2 separate regions of the Mus musculus genome follow, and region 2 is linked to region 1. Evidence: chromatin contacts called from public Hi-C data. All regions are on one chromosome and are shown on one strand. The core of a region is the stretch at or near the end of the contact, and the rest is flanking DNA. Distances in the headings are between cores, read along the strand shown.

Region 1 (5,107 bases), core at 535-3,034:
TTGGGCATGTTAAGTAGGGTTGCCAAATGGGGTCTTTTGGTAGCTGGATCTTAGTGGCCAGCCTCAGGGAAAGGAAATGGCAAAATAAGGGAATAGACTGATGTGTCTAGCTTTAAGAATTTAATCTAACAGTTCAGCTAGGCAGAGGGAATGGGGGAAAGGTAAGGTCTGCCAGAGCCATGTTTGCCATGTTCAGGTCTGCAAGACCCCTTCAATGTGAGCCTGTGAAGGCCATTCTCATCCAAATCACCACATATGGTTTGGGCACTATTGTCAAGAACTGAATGGTTATAGCTGCATAGATTTATTTCTAGTGCCTCTATTCTATTCTATTGGTCTACATGTTTGTCTATGTATAATGCCATGATATTTTTGTTACTATGGCTCTGCTATAGTTTTGCAAAGTAGAAAAGTCTGCATTCGTGGAGGCTTACACAGACTCCTTACTTCTTTTGCCTCTAACACCACTCTGGGGCATCTTCTCATTTCTCTGCCGCACTACAGGGGTTTATTCTTTCTCTTACACTTCCAAAGACCAATATTTCTGCCTTTCCCATGACTGTTGACTTGTTTTTGCAGTCTAATGGCATCCCAAGGCACCTTCTTCTTTGTGTAGCCACATGCCTCTTATTTTCTCCAGAGTTGCAGGCAGTGGTATCTATAGAGTCATCATCTTCCTGTGCCTTTTTTTTTTACTAGTTTCCTCTACTTCTGTTACTCTAAAACAATAGGTCTCAAACTGGCCAGTTCCCTTATTTCTAAACAAGAGCAAAATTATCCACCCATCTCTTAGAAGCTCAAACATGTAAAAAATAATGGCATGCCATGAGAGGAGAGAAGGTAGGAGGCAAAGTGGAGGGAAGTACTTGACAAGTGATAACCATACTGATTCCTAAATCAAAAGATGGGAGAGTGGAAGGACCAAGCAGCCTGGCTGGTAGGAAAGATGTGTGGGTGGTATTGGTGCCTCCCATATGCAACCACATTCAACTTTATACCCCACTTATGGCATCACCCATTTAGTGGTTGACCTACATTCTGGAATTTCCAGGACAGACATAATTCTACTTCTTCACCCCACCCCACCTGCACCCCAACCCCCGCCAGGGGGAATACATGTCAAAGTTAGGGAAATAGAGACCCACAGTCAAAGGACATATTCCTGATCCCCCTCTTTTCATTTCTCCCTTTCTCTCCTGTGAAGAATTTTTTTTTTCCAGAGTTCTTTCATACAGAATCAAACAGAACTGGAAGGTAAATCTCCTGGGTGGAAAAAGAAAGCAACAAAACTCCATGACTTCCGTGTAATACATTTCAACACCAAATAGAAATGGCTGAGAGATCAAGTCTGTTCTATTTATCTGTGACTTCTAGTTTCTCCCTACCCAACCCTTCCCTCGGCCTCGGCCTTCTTTTCTCCAGAGGTGGCTAAAGTGGAAAAAGCATTTGTCTCTCAGCTGATCAACTGGGACTGGGAGAAGAGAAAAAGAATGATTTCAGTTCTGCAGCAAGTGTGAGCGCGGGTTTTTCAATGCCTTCCTCCCCTCTTTTTAATTAATGAACAATCTGGCCCATTACTGCTCCCGTAGGTATGCAAAATAGCTTCTAGTTTGAAATCCCAGTTGTTGAATGTACTCTGTGGGGCACATTGCCACCCCCTGTTTTGCATAAGAAACCGCGGTTTCCAAGATAAGAATCTTTTCATTTAGCTGTCATGAGCTCATCCTTTTTCCTGTGCCTTGTAGCTCCGACTCCTTTGAGTCAATACCCAAACAATGACTGCCAGCGTTCAGCCGCCCTCCTGCCCCCAATCCCCGGAAGACAGAAGGATGTGGCCTCCGGAAGCCTGCCTAGGAAGGCACCCCGAGTTCTTTTCAGTCCTTAGATGTCAAGAGGGCCAGAAGAAAGATCTGAGAAGCACTGAAAATCTTCCACCCGCTTTATAGCCGACCCTGTGGGGGAGGGGGGAGACCTGAATGAGATGGTGTGTGGTAGGGGGTGGACATGCAAGTACCCTGGGATCATGAACTTAAACAGCCTGGGAAAATCTAAGGGCTGGGAGTTAGGAACCCATCAATGTGCACAGCTGCTACATCACTCCAAGTCCTCTGTCCCTGATCATCAGACTGCATCCTGCTGGTGCCCTTTGGTTTGGAACCATCACGCCCACAGCACAAACCACACAATAACACTCCATTCCAAGTAAAAACTAGAGGTGACACGGAGATTCCGTGGAATTCAAGCCCTTGCCTCTGTCTGTGGGTAAATTCAGGCCAGGGGGTGGGGGTGGGGGAGCAGCTTGCTAAGAGCAGTCACATAGTTAGCTGAAGACATGGGTGTTGAAACTCCAGTTTCATGCTGTTTATCCTGCCGCACATGGCTGCTTCTGGAAGGAATCAATAACATTTGTGTACAAAAAACCGAGGGGGGAAAAAGACAAGATAGGAGATTAAACAAGATCATGGTAAACTACAAAGTCTATACAAACAGTAGGGGTTTTATTGTTAGCCTTCTCATTTGCAGGAGATAGTTACAAAAGAGCAAAATTTAACCTTTGCCAGGATAAAAAGAATTTTATAGAAAGTAGTGAGTTCCCAGACAAATAAATGCAATCCTTTTACCTAGAGAGGGAATGTTTGCATCAACTCAGACCTTTCTCCTTATTTCTTCGTAGGAGGAAAGAAATAATACAACAAAGGAGCTTTAATTGAACCATAGACAGCTAATGTGTAGGCAGCAGGATACCAGGTGCACCGAAGTCCACAAGAATTGGAATAAACAAAGACCCTGCCTTTACAGAGAGGGCAAGCTGGGTTGATACGCTGTCGTTTGGGCTGCAGTTTGATCATAAGCCGGCCTGCGTCAAGGCCAACCCTGTGTATCCCTGGTAACTTCCAGCACAGCATAGTGCTCACTGTAGGTGCCTAGTCTATCCTTACTGATTGGCTGGTTAAGTAAGATCCCGTGCTGCCTCTGAAATGTTCCCAGGGCTGCTTTTTCTCCATGCTTGGCATCAAAGAAGATTCATCACAGTTTCAAAGAAACAGTTCTGCTATCAGTGCCCCCGAGAAATTTCCAGTGATTCACAGAATGCTTGACTTTCAAGGGTTTAGAGGGAAACATTGACCTTCCAGGCACCAGAAGTCATGTTTCAATGTCACTAATGAAACTGATGAGGAAAAAAAAAAAAACCACAGAAAAAATGAGACGGAAATGTGTCCATCATTTGCCCAGCAGTTTTTGGAAGTCAGAAACCTCATGTTCTACACCTCCCTTAAGGATCGTTGGCAGTTAATGGTTGCTGAGGGAGGGGGATCATTTTCTTCTGTAGCAAAGCCTCTGGTAAGTGGCTGCTGCTGTGATATAGAATTCCTCAGCCATGCCCAAGCAAGCAACACTAATTAAACTCAGTGTGCCACAAAAAGAGACATTAAAGTAGGAGGGTGGCCTGTTGTGGAGAAGAAGGATTCCAGCAGGAAAGAGATGAGAGGGTGGAATGTGAGTGTATGAAAACGACCAACGTGCATTATATGCATGTATGGAATTGTCAAAGAACAAGAAAGGAAGGAAAGAAAGAAGAATTAACAGAAACCTTATGTCTTCCATCAAAAAGCAGCAATAGTTTAAGAAGCAGCAGGTCTGGGTGTCTACCTTAACTTCATTGGTTAATGAGATATTGGCAAATACCTCTCTTTCCCCTGTTTTCAATCTCTTTGTCAGGAAAATGATATGACCAAGGTTGACCAACCTGAGGATTGAAGTCAAAATGTCTTCACATGTTAGGGTGGCGGGGGCCGGGGGAGGTATGGCTATGTAATATAAGGAAGAGGGAACTGGTAGTGAACAGACAGGAAGCACTGGGCTGAATGAACATTTCTAGTTATATTTCATGCTTCTATGAAATCCAATTTCTGTTCATGGAATAGGCTTTAAAATGAACCCAGTGTTTGTTATTTAAAACAATTCCACTTCCAAGTTTAGTCTGGTAGATCAAATACATGCACTTAATTCCTTCCTACCACATCTCAAAACTGGTAAAGGAATTAAAAGGTCAAATTTTGTAATTACAGAGGAAACATGAGAGGGTACCATGGCAAAGCAAGACACATGCATGCATGTTTGTACAAACTATGGAAACTAGAAAAGAGATACATAAGTAATAACTGACGATATATCAGAAAAAGCTAAACAGCAAGGGGGCTATCTATACTTCATACCCCAAATAACTCAAGATTTGAAGGTACCACATATCACTAAAAGAGAGAATTTGGGTATAGTGTTGAAATCCAAAAGATTGATTGACCATTTTTAGAAGAAGCAGTTAGTTGCCAGGTTATTTCCTCTTCCTTGATGGGAGAGGAGACACTCTAGCCAAAGACAGCCCAGGAACCACTGAGATGCCAAGTTGAAAATGGAGATTAAATTGAAGTCAGTATTCTGAATATTAAGACCCCCCTCCCAATTCCCTTCCAATACTTCCAAATACTAAGAGCCAGGCTTACATATGCCAAACAAGATGTTGGAAAGACTCTGCTTTGGAAAACTGATGGAACTCAGAGAAATAAACTAAGATGATATTGGAGAAGGAGCAGGAGTCAGACTATGTTCAAGTTCTTAGGACATATGTGGGGTTTTTGGATTTCAGCCCCCAGATCAGGAATCATCCAGGGGTATTAAACAGTAAGACACAATCAAGCTGGCATTCTTAAAAACAATTATTAAAAGGAGCCAGTATGCATTTGTATTAATTAAATAAGCTAGTTTTGATGGTTTAAATATGTGTGGCCCAGGGAGTGGCACTATCAGGAGATGTGGCCTTGTTAGAATAGGTGTAGCCTTGTTGGTGGAAATGTGTCACTGTGGTAGTGGGCAATGAGATCCTCTTTCTAGCTGCCTAGAAGACAGTAGTCTTCTCCTAGAGGCCTTCCAATCAAGATACAGAACTCTCAGCTCCTGGGCCATGCTGGCCTGGATGCTGCCAGGTTTCCCTCCTTGATGATAATGGACTGAACCTCTGAACCTGTAAACCAGCCCTAAATAAATGCTGTCTTTTATAAGAGTTGCCTTGATCATGGTGTCTCTTCACAGCAGTAAAACCTCAAACTAA
Region 2 (5,572 bases), core at 2,815-5,314, 160 kb before region 1:
ACTAACAAAAGCTAAGATATCAAATTTCAAAGGGAACTATTTTTAACAAGAATACTCATTGGTAAAGGAAAGTACACATATAAACTATAGTACTCCTTTGGGCAAAGATATATTGTGATCATTTATATGTAGAATTTATAATTTAAAGTATTGAATGATTCAGTTGTCAAAATAAGAGGCTGATGTATATGTATGAAGTCATACAAGAACAGAATTAGTCAACAAACAGTAAAATAAGAGAAAAATATGGTCTAGAAAAATATGGTTCATTTACAACTTAGCTGAACTAACATACAGCTCTTATAAGATAATGCTTTGAATTTATTTGTGAAAATATTGCATGAGTCAGCTTTTTTCATACTAAGTGGAAATTGCAGCAAAATGTAATGAAAGATGTACATGTTCAAAAATATTCATTTTATTGTGTAAAAGAAACGTTGTTTAAAACTTAATAGTAGTTGTCTTTAAGTCATAATATTATAGATAATTTTTTCCATAAATTCCATTGTTTTCAAAGTCTATATCCCAAATGAGTATAAAAGACTATTTTGATGGGCTCTTTTAATTCTAATTTTATTTAGAGTAAACAACTGGAAGAAAGGCTTCTTGTTTTAAATGAAAGTAGCAGTCCTAGAAATGGAAGACTTTTACAATATTTGAAACATTCTATTTTCGAAAACCTAACAGGAAAAAGGTCCCGTGTGACTGAGATTTAATCTGGGAAAGAGGCACATATGGTTTGAAAATACAATTCTAAGCATAGTTTGAACCATACAATAAAAATAGAGTAAATTGAAGTTTACAAAAACCTTCGTGGTTAATGAGAATAAACAAAACATAAAATAAGGTGGTACTGATTAAACAGACACTATTGTGGGTTTTTTTCAAGCATATATGATTTTTTTTTCTACTCTAAATCCTACAAATCAGTATTTTGAGTAAGGAATGTAGATTAGGATCCAAATAACATGTTGCACGTACCATGTAGTGCCAATAAGAGAGAATAAAATGTTTGTGTGTAGCAAAAGGGGCACTCAGCTCAAAACAAAACAAAACAAAACAAAACAAAACAAAACAAACAAAACAAAACCCTGAAGCACTTATCAAAGGCAAGAAAAGCATTCCTTCCACAGTTGTCTGGCCATAACCTTGAAAACAACAGACCATCATTTTAAAGACTGGAGGAGAATTCTCCACTTCTCTATTTTCATAGGGAGAGGTTTTCAAAGAGAAGTTAGTCAACAGTAACAACAACAAAAAACAAACAAACAAGCATCTTACATTTATACAGCATCCCCGGTGAGTGAAAACCAGAAGGCTGAGAATTTCCTTACATGGTTCCGGCCTACATACCAAAATACTAAGGTTCCTTCTCTTCAAGATTTCACTTACAGCCATCTTTTATAACAGAGGAAACAACAGGTTTCTATTTTACACGGATGTAAGGTGAAGCCCCAGAGAATTTGAATGACTTCCTAGAGCCCCCACCCTGGCTTCTTGGCAGCCAGATGCCCTTCATAGTGAAGAGCATATGCCTGAACAGTTAGTCGAATTCCAAACTGTTTGCTGAGTGCCTATTATGTACCAGGATATAGTCCTGGTAGAGGCAATGTTTGCTCCTTTGTGAAGGTAGTTTCGTGGTAGAGCCCATATATAAGTAAACAAACTTATATTAGCATGTTTAAAGTTCCTTGAATAGAAGAAATGGGATAGCAACCCAGAGAGGGCACTTACATTTGTGGGAATGATCAAGAGATGCAATGTTGAACAGAAACTGGACAATCCTGAGTAGGGAGCAGGCTTAGTTACCTTCCGGGGTGACCAGGTGGGAAGAAAAATTCAAGTGTGAGCTGTACTGTCTCCAGCCCTCTCTCCCCTATATAGGCTTCATGTGAACCTTCTGGTTAAGGAGCATGCTCCTTCTATTATCAGTGTGCCCAAAGCAGCCCGTCTCACTCACCATCCTTCATCTTTTGACAAGTTAAAAATAACTAAGGATTGTCATTGGCTTCCCTAGCCCTTCTTAGGGTTCCACTTGGGAACATAAAGGTCCAAGCCCAGGGTTGGGCATCTAGCTTAATAAAAAAGCATTTTTCAGGCACATATAAAATTCTGGATCCTGTCCCCAACACTGAAAAATGATTTTTCCATATATTTACCTTGAAGCCTTTATGATAAATGTATTTAGCATGATCTTAAAAACTGACAAAAATAAGGCTTGGACATTTTTTTAAAAAAATCAATATACAATGACAATCCTCTCACACCAGCCTCAATTTAATCTTTATTTTCTGGCCCAGAGAGTACGTCAAATTTTTGCAGTGTATCATCATGTACAGAACTCACTACCAAGCATTTTTGTTTTGCTTTCATGTAGACTCTACTGTATTAGAGTGAGGTTTTACTGGGATATATGTATAAGCATACAGTATATATGTGTGTGTGTGTGTGTGTGTATATATATATATATGTGTGTGTGTATGTATGTGTGTATTATGTGTGTGTATATGTGTGTGTATATATATATATATATATGTATATATATATATATATATATCCTGCTTACAGTAGTGCTTGAACTGGGTCCTTCTGTAGACTGCCTCAAGGAGTACCGGAATAATTTGTCCAAAAAGAGACTAATAATAAACCAGACTTCCATTTGCTGAGCGTCAAGCCCAGTGTTCATTTGTCTTTTTTTTTTTTGTACATGGAGGTATTTAATCTTCATTGACCCTTAGAATATGAATCCCATTTAAAATCAATGGCTAAGAGATTGGTGTTGTGAGATAACAACCTTTTGAGTCTGACTACAGTAGGATTTGCTCAGGGAGGTTGTACAGAGCCAAGATGCAGCTGCACCTGGTTCAAAATGGAGTAAGAGGCTGAGACCAGTCTAGGCAAAGCTCAAAGTGGGATAATTACAATGATGTTTTCTCCCTCTCTCTGTTCTTTAAAACTATTCTCACTCCTATCATTTACGGGACACAGCACGTTTTAAAACTCATTATGCCTCTTATAAAACAAGGCAATTCAGCAGCACCAGAAAGGTGCCCCTACTCTTGCATACACATCCTCTTCAGCACTGTACTGCTTTAGTGTTGTTGGCTACTGTTTTTTAATAGGATCTTATACTATGTAGCCCTAGCTGGCATGGAACCGGCCCATGTAAAACCAGGCTAGTCACCTGAAACTCACACACATCTGTCTACCTCTGCCTTCCCTGGGCTGCATTCTGAAAGCAATGGATTCCATTTCCTGGCTAACCACTTCTTCAAGCATTTGCTAGATGCTTTTCTTTTAGGGTACCATTTTCAGTCACATTTGTAGAGAATGATAGAGAAAGACCTTCCTTTGCCTTACTTCATGGCCCAGAATACAAATAGTCCAACTTCCCGGGGCTCCACCATCATGGTGTCTACTTGGAATCAGAGCCGAAGTCCAGAGTATGGGTCTTTCTCAAAGTAAAGGTAAGTTCTAGGCCATGTTTTCCCATTCTGAAGGGTATTCAGTGAAGCTGCCACAAACGCACTGGTGAAATGCAGTTGATAAAATCCGCAGTGAGGGACGTACGTACAAGTACTGCCCACCACATCCCTGGGCTGAGCCCTGGGACCATACGTCAGAGCTGGAAGAGTACTCAGTTCCTGCTGCCTGTATTCCCTAGGTACCTCTGCCAAAAGCTGTCATCCCCTGCCACTCCTCCCAGCCCTCCCCTGAAAGGGCAGGCTACCCATGCTAACAACCTGCCACTACCACGAGATATACTCACAAAACACACAGGCAGTACACGCCAGGGACACTCTCGCTGTCTCGCAGCAGATAGCTTCCATCCAGCCCGGTAGCGAGTAAGAGCTTCTCCCCGGTCTCCCTGCTGATTTTGCCGTGGTACACAGTCACTGCATCCATGCCTAGCAAACTCTTTGATGGGCCCAGAAGAAGGATGGTAAAAAGGAAACTTTGCTGCTGCTGTTGCCGCTGCAGTGGCTTACTGGGCAGTATTGAGAGAGAGAGAGAGAGAGAGAGAGAGAGAGAGAGAGAGAGAGAGAGAGAGAGAGAGAGAGAGAAACACCCTAACAACAGGATGTTGTCTACCTGCCTTAAAACCTCTTCTCACACTTCAATTCAGGCCAGCTCAGCAGTTTAACAGCTTCAAACTTGTCATGGGTTTGATCATCTATTCTCCAACAAAGGTTTGTGGTGGGGGAGGGGGCACGCTGAAAAGGTGAACACTTGCAGTATTTGAGCTGTGCCAGCAACGCAAACAGAGCTTGCACAAAGATGAGAAACTTGCTAGTGCCTTTGTTCTTGTGTAGTTCCTGCAAACTTCGAAGCCATTGACAATGACTTGTCTTAACGAGTGAACAAAAGAATTGGTGATAGAAGTGAATGGGACGTGTTCATCATGAGGGGCAGAAGCAGACTGACAAAATAAAAGCATAAAAGCAGTCAAGCTACAAAACCACAGCAGAACATGGCTGCAAGGCTTCCACAGCATCACCAAGGGCTACTGAACTACAGACTTTGGGACTAGATGGTCCTGAAACAGCTTTCTTTTCTTCAATGCTGATGATGGAATTCGGGGCCTCGCAGATGAGGTCTTCTATCCCGAAGCCATATGCCAAATCCTTGAATACACTTAGGCCAAAACAAGTATTTTTACCTTAATGTTTTGTCCAAAATCCAAAACTATGAAAAAAATTGTCATCATATTAAAAAAAAAAAAGTGTAGATGGATCTAGCTAAGGAGCTTAAGAAGACTAAATTCTTTTGTTGGTACTTCTTTGTTTTTATTATTATTAAAATCACAATATAATCACAGCATTTCTCCCTTCCCTTTTCACCCTTGAAACCCTCCCATGAATCCCTCCCTGCTCTTCAACAACATTGCTATTGTATTATTGTATTATTGCATGCATATATGTATATACGTGTAATTCCTAAACACATCCAGTTGTGCCTGTATGGTGCTATTTGTATGTATGTTTTCAGGGATAGCCATTTGGTAGTAGACGACCAATTAGTGTGCTCTTCCCACGGGTGACCACTTCTTCTACTTCCGATTTTACTCAGCTGTCTGTAGTTCTTCCTGTAGAGCTGCTGGTTTGTGGGCTTTTTCTGTCCAGTTTGGTCTGTCCATTGGTGTCCTGTGTGAACTTCTATATACCCTTTGGCATATGGGGCTAGGCCAGAATCATTGTGGATATAAAATCCATTTTACATCATCGCACAGGTGTTGATAAATGTGTTGTAACTTCTATTCTCATACATAAATGCCTACCTACATCAATGTTAAAAACATCAGAGTTTAGCCTAACCAGGACTCTATTTAGAAATCAGTTATAATGATGGCATTTTAAATATGAAAAGAAAGAAAGGGGTAATCTTCTTTTATTAAGGCATACGGACAGTAGCCCACCTAGAGTGTAACTGCTAGAACATTCAGTGTTCCATAGGTTAAAAACAAAACCTAACCTCATTTTTTTTGTCTCTGAACAACCCTGAACAAATCATCTACAAACACAGGCACAGAGAAACCTGGATCTGACGGAGCAAGCATCCCATGCATTCTTTT

What was found. A called contact is a pair of places that touch in the nucleus more often than the background predicts.
Region 2: a Hi-C map of Th2 cells shows a contact between it and region 1, with 2.3 times the contacts expected there. The contact joins the promoter of Sh2d1a here to the enhancer-like site in region 1. A contact is called at or near these places in 6 of 39 promoter capture datasets (cranial neural crest, embryonic stem cells, hematopoietic stem and progenitor cells and 2 more), 2 of 15 datasets of contacts at CTCF or cohesin (CD8 T cells and stem cell-derived epiblast-like cells), 27 of 484 Hi-C or Micro-C datasets (CD4 T cells, CD8 T cells, the HL-1 cell line and 12 more), 14 of 115 datasets of contacts at active chromatin or transcription factors (CD4 single positive thymocytes, CD8 T cells, DN3 thymocytes and 10 more) and 5 of 9 other capture datasets (adipose tissue, embryonic stem cells, liver and 2 more).

Annotation. Positions count from the first base shown.
Region 1 is chrX:42,340,333-42,345,439 of GRCm38.p6, reverse strand. No RefSeq gene overlaps it. Among named protein-coding and RNA genes, the nearest start is that of B230118I11Rik, 35 kb to the left of the region's middle. Within about 2 kb of position 1,784, at least 78 of the 459 cell types and tissues checked have an H3K27ac peak or open chromatin away from gene starts, as enhancers often do. A contact at or near this core is called in CD4 single positive thymocytes, CD8 T cells, DN3 thymocytes and 14 more, where this site is marked.
Region 2 is chrX:42,501,057-42,506,628 of GRCm38.p6, reverse strand. It overlaps Sh2d1a (SH2 domain containing 1A), which reads right to left and starts at 4,064. Exons shown (of 4, transcript NM_011364.4): 1 at 3,770-4,064. The coding sequence starts at 3,906.